2 separate regions of the Acanthopagrus latus genome follow, and region 1 is linked to region 2. A link is a contact called in public Hi-C data. All regions are on one chromosome and are shown on one strand. Each heading gives the region's core, a stretch centred on a gene start, on an enhancer-like site or on the middle of the called end of the contact. The rest is flanking DNA. Distances are from core to core; before and after follow the strand shown. Region 1 holds the start of LOC119029647 (T-box-containing protein TBX6L-like). Region 2 holds the start of LOC119030491 (syntaxin-2-like).

Region 1 (5,630 bases), core at 388-2,887, 260 kb after region 2:
TGGTGCAGTGTGCTGCTTAAGCTCTCACGCCACCATAGCTCAAAACACTAACCTGTTTGCATATGCAAATGTGATCGTCTGGCTTAGAAACACAAACATTTGTCTGAAGTTTGTTTAAAGGCCTGTAAAAACTTGCAGATTGCACCTATAAGAAGAGGTCCTGTAGGTGGCAGCATTGGCAAATAAGAGCTGAAGTGAAACTTTATTGTGGTTTCTGAGCATTTCTCAGGCCTAATGCTCAGAATGATAATTTTAGCTCAATAACTATATTTGTTAATTGGCTCTGAACATGTGTTATTTTGATTTTACTCATAAACCAAATGTAATATGTTTTAACTATAATGATAATGATTCATGATTCGTTTTCTTTCCGCCCTGCTCTGTGGCCTTCAGGTCTGAGGTCCTCTGGCTTTGTCACCCACATTCAGCTGGCAGCAGAGCTCAGCCTCCTCTGCTGCTCCTCCTTCAGAGCACTTACAGTATATCTGGGCCATTTGTTCAGTTCCTTCTCCACCTTCATCTTCTCCTCTCTTTCCTTTCCTGAACTTCTCCCATGCAGCTCTTTGTCTATGTCACTGGCACACCTTTACACTTGAGGTGATAAGCTTACTCTTGGTATAATGGTTCGATCATTTATTTTGTGGAATATACACCCGGGTATTGTCTTTTATTTTGAAGCGCTCTGTGGCATCAGCTCAATAACAAAAGGGATGTTAAGAAACTGACTACATGTTGGGTAATGTGGTTGCAAAAATTCTCACTTGGACTCCATATAAACACAGGTCAACAGTGTGAACTTGCATTGTCCTTTCAGGTCACTTTGTTTATTTAGTTTGTAGAGGCATCATTTAAAAAAAAATATATATCAGTCACTGAAGATCTGTCTCTTCTGATTAAAATGTCTTCAGCCAAAACTGCATAGTGCACCTTTTAATGCATCAATGCTGCTCCACTGTTCTCTCTGCTCTTATCAGTTGTATATCTCTGGTTGGCGCTGCGGTTCTGGTTTGTAAGATGCTGGAGGTGTTTTGTTTTTTTTTAAACTGTTGTGAATTCCCCCTCCCCACACAAACACACACACCTCTCTTTCCCTGGAAGTGCCATCCCTCGCTAGGGGAGTACCTTGTGGCATTCGGCTACCGAAGGCGGGCAAAGGACTATTCGTGCCACCCACTGCATCCATGCGGTGAAGAGATCTCAGAGGCACGTCTCTGTGCTAACGCCACCGGGGTCGCCGCGCTGCATCTCCCAGCTGCAGCTCTCAGGCTCACTCGTCGAAACTGTCGAAACCACAGCGTTTCCTGTGCCATGAGATATTTTTACTGCAGCAGAACTGATGCATTACAGAAACAAGTTCACAGCTCACTCTACTGCTGGATTCACCGCCAAGCCGAGAAGCGACTTTAAAAAGTCACATGAAAAACACTTTGGCATTTTTACCACACTGCCAGTTTTCACCGGTAGCGTACGTGGATGTTCGCAGTGCTTCTGTTCTCTACATGAACTTGACTTCGTAGCGTATAGCTGCAGAAGTGACACACGCCGCAGGCAGGAACAGACTGAATTCCATCGCCGAGCCTGAAGTTGATTTAAGCAGAGGAGAAATGTTTCAACATGCCTTCAGCCGCAGCTGAAAGGCCTCATGAAGGCAGCGGGCCGCCCTCTCTGAGACTGCTGTCGAGTCAGGAGAAAATCGAAATTTTGTCTCCTACACGTAGAGCTATATGTCAGCCTGGATTGTATCGTTCGAGTTGCTGAGTTTTGGAGATATCAGCTGTAGAGAGGCCCGACTTCACTCCAGTATAATGGAACTCGATGGCCCGCCACTTGTGGTGCTCAAAGCCCCTGAAAATACATTTGAAAAACTCAACAGCAATGTCTTTTTCTGCAGATCATGCCTTAGTAACTCAAGATAATCCACAGACCTTGTTGTGAGCAGCTTCATTTCTTAATGGCTATCATAGATAGCTAACCTGTCATCCATGGTCAGTGGATTATCTTTAGAAACGGGGTCATTATATCTGTAACAAACACATTGCTGTTGAGCATTTCATAGAAAAAACAAAGGGCAAAAGTGAGAAAATGCTGGTCTGGATCACTTCCCAAATCTGACCAGCTCCACTTCCTAAAGTGTGATGAATCATTAGGGTCAAACACGTGTCCGTGTCGGAAGCTCATTAAACACATGTCCATAGATGCATGAACGCAATTAAGAGGAAAGTTGTGTGTCCAAACAGATACTTTGAGCGTTCTGCTCATCCTTTGGCCAAAATGACCTTCTGAGTCTGTGCACATGACACAAATAGATCTGGGGCATCTGGTGTGGGGCCTGTCAGACATGAACATGACACACACAAGTGATTTTGTCCCACCACTGAATATCTTTTGGAGAATGGAGACTAATTTAGATCAGTCATAGATGAACTCTTCATTTCTTATAACCAAACGATCATAACCCTTCTGCAGACGCCTCCATTTGTCCGAAGACTGAGAGTTTCATCCTGTTTTGGTTTCTATTTTACAGAAGTGGCTTAGAGGTTGCAAAACTCCACCCTGACAGTATCATGTACAGTAGACCCTGCTGTCCTAACTCACCACTGAAGCTGTATGATTAAAGTGATTAAAAATTCAGACCTCTATGATTACAACAATTGGAAGTACATTACATACAAGACATTTTACACCCTTTTCTCCCAAATTCACTCCATTTTTTTGAGGGGGGGCGGGGTGTTTGGAAACTTTGAGACCTCTGCTGGAATTTTAAATGACGTTAAATGGCAGTCATTGAGGATTAACTTTCACGGGGCTTTAAACTTTGAACATTGTCCTCTACAGTCCAAACTGCCGCTCTTCCCTTCCTCCCAGCAGCCTTTCATGTGAACGGGCTGCTAACTGCTGGCTCCATCAGAGGGCCCGTTCTCCTCCCAGAGCACTGGAGGCAGCATGGAGAGGCGGGAGGGGGGGTTGGTGGGGGCCAGGACCAAATGGCCCTCGTAGGATTAGCGGCATTGTCCGCCATTGTCAAGGCTACTCCCCGACTCCTATCACCTCTGTAATCTCCAGACTTGTTTTCAATACGCAACCAAATGCTGGCAGGAAGGGGACCTGATGTGTCTGTACTTCCATCCCCCCAGGGCGCTTTGATATTCTGCTCACTGTCCTCCAAAGTAGAGTCTCCATCGCAAGCCCAGTGCAATACTGTATGACTTCTCAGAGGTGAGCACTAGATCCATCATGGTCAAGTCTCACAGGGAGATTATCATGTCTTTGGGAAAATCATAGACGCCATTGTTGTGATTTATTCTAAGCATATTTTCCAAAGGTTACAACAACCTGATAAAAGAGGAAGTGTACACACAGATGTTTTAGATATGTTCATGTTCCCATATGATGGATCTTCACTCATGTCTCCTGGAATGAAATGACTTTCGTTGCCACTTTTGTCTCTAGTAAGAATAAAAGGCTTTGTAGTTCAGCACATATAAAAAGTTGACTTTCAGCCCAGTATACCAGAACAGAAATGACTGGTGTACATATCATCGCACCAAGGGACACTGACATCTGCACACTGAGCTTATGAATTTTACATGTAGACCTTCTTAATGTCAGGTAATTTTCTCACCTGAACCCCCCACCCCAACCCTCACCACCTACACACTCTCTGTTCCAACTATACCCCCTCTCTGCTGCTTAGACCCCGCCCCTCTCTGAGATGACCAATCAAGTTCAAGGCTCGAACTTATCAAGGATAGAGACCCTGGCCTGATTGTGTTTTGACCTCAGTGTTAGAACACCTGAAAGCAGCACTTTGTCTCCAGACTTTGTTGGCGGTGACGAAAGGAGGACGCAGAAACATGCAGCACATCTCGGGTGAGTTTTATCCTACTAGATCATCTAAACCATGCTGTATGATGACAAATCATCACAAGGGGCATGGGAGAATTAATTTTGTTTACTATCTATCAGGAAAAAAAACAAATTTCCTCCACTGCACGAGAAACTGTACTTAAATGGTCAGTTATATTTTAATAATTTGAAGAAAACTACTGAGAATACATTTAGGATGTACTAAACTAAACTTTTATCTCAGTATAAACATTTGAAGCTGAACTTTTCAGCAGAGCGGAGATTCGGATGAAGTTCTATGTTTTCCCTGTTTCATCGGATTTGTTTTTCTGAACTTTTACATGTCTGTTCCCTCCACAGACTTCAAATCAAATCTAAGCATGCCCCGACCCCCTCCGGCAGCTGACTCCTACCAGCAGGGCTCCATCAAGATGACCCTGGAAAACTCTGATCTCTGGAAGTCCTTCCACACCATCGGAACGGAGATGATTATCACAAAGCACGGAAGGTAACCGCGCCGGCACTGTGAACAAAACCTGGAAGAAATCACCTATGTGGAACCGCTTTTGATTCCATAATTTGTTTTTTTTTTAAAAATTAAAATCAATTTTCTGACTTTGGTGTATTTGTTTCAGGAGAATGTTTCCACACTGCAGCATCAGTCTGTCCGGGCTCCAACCGTATGCCAACTACGTCGTCATGGTGGATATGGTTCCTGTAGACAGCTTCAAATACAAGGTGAATTTACTGTTTTTTTTTTTTTTCAGACACAGCCGCTCTTTTTCTTCCATTCCATTCTTCTTCACATTTTGTTTTGCTTGCTGGGGACTCACAAACCAACAGATTGTGGTATGTAAAACGCAGCAGTCTGCAGCCAGACTCTGGCCTGCCCACTCTGGGCCATCCGCGGCTGCATATCAAAGCCTTTCATTGCTTCCTGTTTGTGCACTCTCGGCTGGAGGCCCAATCAATTAGCATCCCTCCTTATTTGCAATCGGTGCAAGAGGGGAGCAGCCAGCCATCCATACAGTCAATGGCTCCTACATCAGCTGCTGTGGCCCATTTGGTCACACATCTTGCTTTTAGCACACAGTTGAAAACAATGAAGTACATTATAAAGAGAAAGTACTGGAGGAGGGCACTGGCAGGGAGTTTGGTGGTCGGGAAGCTGTAGAAATAGCTTTTTAAACTACTTTCTTTAGGAAAAATGCGTATATTAGCAAAAGTGAGCAGGAAAATTGAAACATAAACATAATGTAATGATTTATCTTGCAATAAATCCTGCCAACAAACGTTTTCATGCATTACAGCAAGAAAAAAAAAAGGAAATTTCATGCTTCACCAAGACTTCTGATTAATCCAACATGTCCCCGGGTCTCACACTTGGTAACCATGCGTCCCTCCCTACCTTATTTCTCTGTAGTGGAAAAAGGAGCAGTGGGAGGTTGCGGGTAAGGCAGAGCCCCAGCCCCCGTGTCGAACATACATGCACCCGGACTCCCCAGCTCCGGGAAGTCACTGGATGAAGCAGTCGCTGACTTTCCTCAAGATGAAGCTCACCAACAACACTCTGGACCAGCATGGCCATGTACGACACCATCTTGCATCCGGTTCAATTAGAATTGTTCTCTCTGCTCGTGTGTTTTGGCTCACTCTGCTCTTTTTCTCTTTACCCATCAGATCATCCTGCACTCCATGCATCGCTACTACCCAAGGTTTCATGTCACCCAGGCAGACAGTCCTTACACGGTCCGCTGGGGCCCGTTTCAGACCTTCTCCTTCCC
Region 2 (5,494 bases), core at 2,065-4,564:
CTGAGTTTACTGTAGATTTAACAACCTGAGCATTATCCGAGTACTGGGGTAGAAATCAACGCTGATTATTTTGACAGATATTGCATTAATGATATGAGTCACAATTTTGTGTACATCTTTGGATTTCAGTTTCAGGGATGATGCAATTTTGCTGGGGTCTGTACTGGAGTCAGAACATATTATCTTACATCTGGATAACAGGCTTGACATCTGTGTAACACCACAATGCTTCACTCATAATGGCATGTTGTGATGTTTTACTTTTATCAAAAAAAATACAGCTTGTGTGATTTGTATATTGTACTTAACTGGCCATTTTGTGATACTGATATTTCAAATTAGTCTTCAGCCCCTCTGAAGGGATTAAGTTGTTGAAAAGAGCTTATTTAAATTCAAGGCCAAGATTCTTACGTCAGAGTTACAGGAAAGAGGCAATAAAAAACACAAAAACTTCTCTGGCTGTATGAAGAGTAATTAGTATATAAACACCAACACAGTTGTTCTAACTAAAAAACAAACAAAAGAGTTGGCTCCATTGTCCTGAAAATACAAAAACTGTACTGGCACGATAAGATCCTGGCGTACCATTTTAAGTCAATTCACGCCACACTGAGCAGAGTGTTGGGAAGAACAAGTGTTAATGTTTTGGTTGGATTTTGTCGACTCACCGATCTCCAGCTGTCTCTGAATTTGTGCTTTGCATTTCTCTCTGAAGGAGACTTGTGCCTTATGGTAGCCCCTCATGACTTCAGCAAACCAACGAGTCAGGTGGGAGTGCTGACGGAGGGGGGGAGTCAGCAGAAATTCAAATCAGATTATTGCACCACAAATGAGAAGGAATTAATTCAAAACATCAATCTCCGACGCAGACTGCTGTCAGCGGTGATCTCGTCAAGTGCGTCAAGATTGAGGCCCCTTTGAAAGAACTAATTCGGCTCTATAGATTTTTGTTCCCCCGGAGGATGTAATAAAACTCAGAGCTGGCAATCTTTATGCACTCGGCTTATTACAGGAACTTCAAATGCTGCCATACCTGGTTCTTCTGAATACGCTGGATTACTGAAGCACTTTGACTGTTCTCGTCCACGTTAAAGTCCTTTTGCATTGCTGGAAGAACACAAAAGATGATTGCAGTCATAAAAACAAAAACATTTTTTTTTATCTTTCTACAAACTGGGTGTTGTTAATCTGACAGTATGCTCAGTGGAGCTCAGCAGCCTTTTATTCCCTTTGTATTTGCAAGTCAAATCCTGTGTCATGAACTATGCCGTCCCAGAAATAGGGGAAGTGCCATGTGCTGCACAGTTCTTCTTCCTCCTCATCGTCTCAAACAATGATGGACCACAGCCAAAAGACGTTGCAAATTTAAAGACTGAATGAAAAACTGTTGCATCTGCAGTGTGAGTCAAATCTATATCTACTGTACAAAAAGGACAAAGATTAAAAAATTCCCCACTCACATTTTAACTTTGCTCGGACCAAGTTGGCGTTCCTCTTGGTCTCATTGTTCAGCTGCTCCAGCTCTTTTTTGTTTCCTGAGAACAATATAACAAGCTGACTTAATAGCAGAAGTAATTTCACCCAGGTGCATAATGCTTAGGTTTTATGTTGTGATTCTGTCTGATTTATGGATTTAATCAGAGCTTGCAAAGGGCACATGTTTTTTACTCAAGTAAAAGTAGAAAAGTACAGGCTCTGAACTGTACTCAAAGTATTAAAGCAAATAGTACCTCTCCGAAGGAACCTCTTGCATAAATATATATTTCAACCAACTAACATAAAAGGTATAATGAGTAGGATTTGTCCCAGCTGTCCATAAATGCTCCAGAAAGACAGCTGATTGTCCAGCCTCATTCCCAGGATGATAAATACAGACATTTTTGGTTAGTAACGCTTTGCGAGCACAGAAAACTGAGAAAATGAGATGATGCTGTGATTGTTGTGATGCTGGGAAGACGGCGCGCAATGATACAAAATAAAAATATTTGATCACTTCCCTCAAATGCATTGAAAGTAAAGATAACCCTAACCTCTGGATTTATAACAGGCTTATTAGGTGGTTGACAGCGGCGTCAATATCCTCTGCTTTATTTTACCTCAAGATGACCCCGACCAGCCAGTTCAGGTTGAATTTAGCCAACCAAAACAGACCAGTAGCTCTCCATATCAACAAAGCAACCATGTTGTGATTGTGGCTGTAACATTGGCATCATCATCATCATCATCATCATCACTATCCCGGTATGTGAGGCAGACCCTTCAGCCCCAAAATCGCCTTTGTGTGGTGTGGTTATACCTGTCCTGAAGTGGTTTATCCTTTTCAAGGCCAATACACTCTACAAACAGACAAAGGTGTGTTTGTCGAAGGCAGTTTGGACCTACTGTTTGTCTTCCCAACAGTGTGTGCGTGTGTGTGTGTGTGTGTGTGTGTGTGTGTGTGTGAGTGCCCTAAAGGAGGGGATAGTCCCCTCAGAGCAATCAGCACAACAGTGGGAGGCATCGAGTTTCTCCTTTTCTGCCATCTTAAGAAACATATTCAGCTCATGTTTACAGCTCCAATCCAGACACACTGTTCACGGTGCTGCAGTTCTCTGCACTCACTCTTGTCCTGGGTGGGAGCAGAGAGGATGGCGCCATGTCTCCTCTCCAACTCCTCTGCCTGACGAGATGTCTTCTCAATGAGGCTTCTCAACTCCCCCACCTACAACACACACACACACACACACACACACACACACACACACACACACACACACTATCAGCCCACTGGATATGTGAAAAGATAAACAAACAGAGGCTGTGTGTATGTGTGTGAGGTTACCGTGCTCAAGAACTCCTCCATGTTGACTGTGCTCTCTGGTGTCTCTGTCATATCACCTCGCTTCTGCTGCTGCTTCTGTTAAACAAAAAAAGAGGGAACTCATTAAAATGGCCACCTGTAGCTCGTCATAAACAGCCGTCTGAACTCTGTCAGCACCTGCCACACTAATATACACTATTCAGATACACTCTCAACAGCCCGCTTTGATACGCTGCCGCCATACAAAGAAACACTAGCTGGATGTACACTGGCCGTGTTAACTGCTCAGTCTCTGAACTGCGACTAACTGCTGCTGAGACACTGACCGCCGCCATGCTCCCGCCTCACCATCACGACAAAGACAGGCGGGACATCATATCACCTCGGTCCCTCGGTCACTTTCGGTATTAACGGTGAGGCTCGACCTTGTCGCCTACCTGCGCTGTGTCCTCCTCCTCCTCCTCCCCGTGCTGCTGTGGGCTGGGCCGAGCGCACCTGTATCATAAAGGGCGCGGCCACGATGCGCGTTCCCGACACAGCACGCTGAGCAAAACAAGCCTCCCTCACCTGAGAGCTCCGCGCGCGACAGGGCCAAGGTACAGAGCAGGTAGGAGGAGGAGAAATGTGTCAATGTTTAATGTGTTAATAACTGCAGCAGGCCTACATGCGGTGGAATAAGTATTCACGTATTTGATTAGGCCTAATACCAGACAGTGGCCCACTCCACTACAGGTAATGGGAATCAAAGTGTAAGTTGGCCTATATTAAGCCTATAAATAATCAGTCACCAAGTATTATTTGGGTGGAATCAACCTTTAAAGTATGAATAATGAATCAGAAAGTATCGTTTTGGTGGATTAAACATTCAAAACTTTAACAAAAAGTATTAAAGGAGGGTTCTGAAACTGTGGTCCTCAATGTGCAGCCAGCACGGGAACGTGGAGCAATTGACCTCTGTTTAATGTGGTATCAAATACTGTACATGAAGCAGTGGAAGAAGTATACTCAGGTAGTAAGTATAGTTAATCAAAATATCATTTGGTTGTAATCAACCTTTAAAACTATAAATAATGAATCAGAAAGTATTATTTTGGTTGAATAAAGCTCAAAACTATAACACAAAGTCTTAAACTAGTGTCCTGAAAGTGCAGCCTATTATCAGGAAGTTAACATTTAAAGTAGCAGTTATAAGTAGCCTAATTCACTGGTGTCATTTACACTGGGAAGGTTGGGGAAATGTCCTCACTGCTTTTTAAAATGACCATTTTAGTCATCATTACTTGCCAAAGCCACGCCCCTTCCGGTGGACCGTATGGGACCTAATTTCGGTTACATACAGTTGTGAGAGACAAATACTTTTTTCGTCTCATTTGAATCGTGCAATGAACTACACATACGATGTTTGTCGATGTAAACTAAACTCCCTAGTCAAGAAAGTCGCAGTTTGTCACGATCACAGTAGAATACCATGTAGTTTTGTGTTAACCTGCTCAGTGTACCACATCGTCTTGCTCTACACGTGTTGCCAGCGGCAACTTGGCCGCCATTTTTAGATCCATCATTAATTTAATTAATTCCACCTGTGCCTTTCCTGCTTTGACATTTTAGAATGCCTGCAGTGAAATAAAAGTCTATTCTGGCAAATTGGATACTTCACTACTTTTTTCTGGGTCATGCTGTTATGTGTGCTGGCTCACTAATGTCATGGCTAGTATAGTTAAAAAGAATGCAGCCTGTATTAGTGTTGTTTGTTAGGTTTTCTTTAACATATCAAGTCGAAATGTGGGAAAAATCAGTTTCGGTTTTTCTGCTGTTCAGTGGGCATTGTGACCAAAAATTGAATAGATTATGATGATGATGATGATGATGACAGATGATGGGTATTTTGAAGTGGGCCAAGAGAAAAGTGTCTCAGTGTCTTAACAATAGTCATTACATTCATTACTTGCCAAACCAAGCTGCCAGCCATTTGGTACTGTTTATATAATCCAAGTCAGTGGTCATTAGTACTTATACATCTGCAACTTGTGACAATGGCATCTCTTGTTTGCACGAAGCACGTGGGGAGACCGACATGCTTTAAATACACAGTGATGCTCTCATTGTTCTCGTATATCCTGTTTTTTGTTTTTGCACTGATGGCGAAAAGACGCTCGGATGTAATTTGTTGCCGTCTTAGACAGATCCCGGCTGCAGTCAAGAAATGACTCGCTCGGGGAGTTTGTCATTTTTCCACACCCAAAGCCTTACATTGTACTAAAAGCTCACCTGCATTAAAAAAAAATCCTTATGAACTGTGAAAAAGGAAAGCGAGCACCTTTGTTCTCTACATGCTGACTTACTGAAACTAAGGTGCATTCGCTGACAGACCCTTAATCACGGCAGGGGGAACACAGCTGAGGCCAAGGAAATTCATTTGATTCAGGTGTGCAGAGCAGCAAGCTATGACGATGATCTTAGTAGTTTAAGCTCAGCCTTTTAATTATTGGCTACCTAGATCAGAGATTTTAAGATGAATTATTATTTTACAGAACGAATGAGCCAAAAACAGCATATTTGAAGGTGAAGATCTACAGCTCTACAATCTGCTTGCCGCCTTCTCTGTTGCAGTGTGCACTGCCTGAGTCTACCGCTGTCTTCTCACTTCAGATTTGAGTAAGTCTGCTTGAAGACATGGAGGGATCACTGCGTCTG

Evidence for each region. A called contact is a pair of places that touch in the nucleus more often than the background predicts.
Region 1: a contact with region 2 is called in a Hi-C map of muscle, with 2.6 times the contacts expected there. The contact joins the promoter of LOC119029647 here to the promoter of LOC119030491 in region 2. A contact is called at or near these places in 3 of 4 Hi-C or Micro-C datasets (all in muscle).

What each region holds. Positions count from the first base shown.
Region 1 is chr12:10,793,295-10,798,924 of fAcaLat1.1, forward strand. It overlaps LOC119029647 (T-box-containing protein TBX6L-like), which reads left to right and starts at 1,638. Exons shown (of 10, transcript XM_037116650.1): 1 at 1,638-3,216; 2 at 3,695-3,870; 3 at 4,207-4,354; 4 at 4,482-4,584; 5 at 5,270-5,434; 6 at 5,527-5,630. The coding sequence starts at 3,855.
Region 2 is chr12:10,529,039-10,534,532 of fAcaLat1.1, forward strand. LOC119030491 (syntaxin-2-like) reads right to left here and starts at 3,315. Exons shown (of 9, transcript XM_037118126.1): 1 at 3,238-3,315; 2 at 2,822-2,896; 3 at 2,602-2,701; 4 at 1,461-1,535; 5 at 1,034-1,107; 6 at 669-777. The coding sequence starts at 2,872. LOC119030492 (a long non-coding RNA gene) reads left to right here and starts at 3,266. Exons shown (of 3, transcript XR_005078295.1): 1 at 3,266-3,407.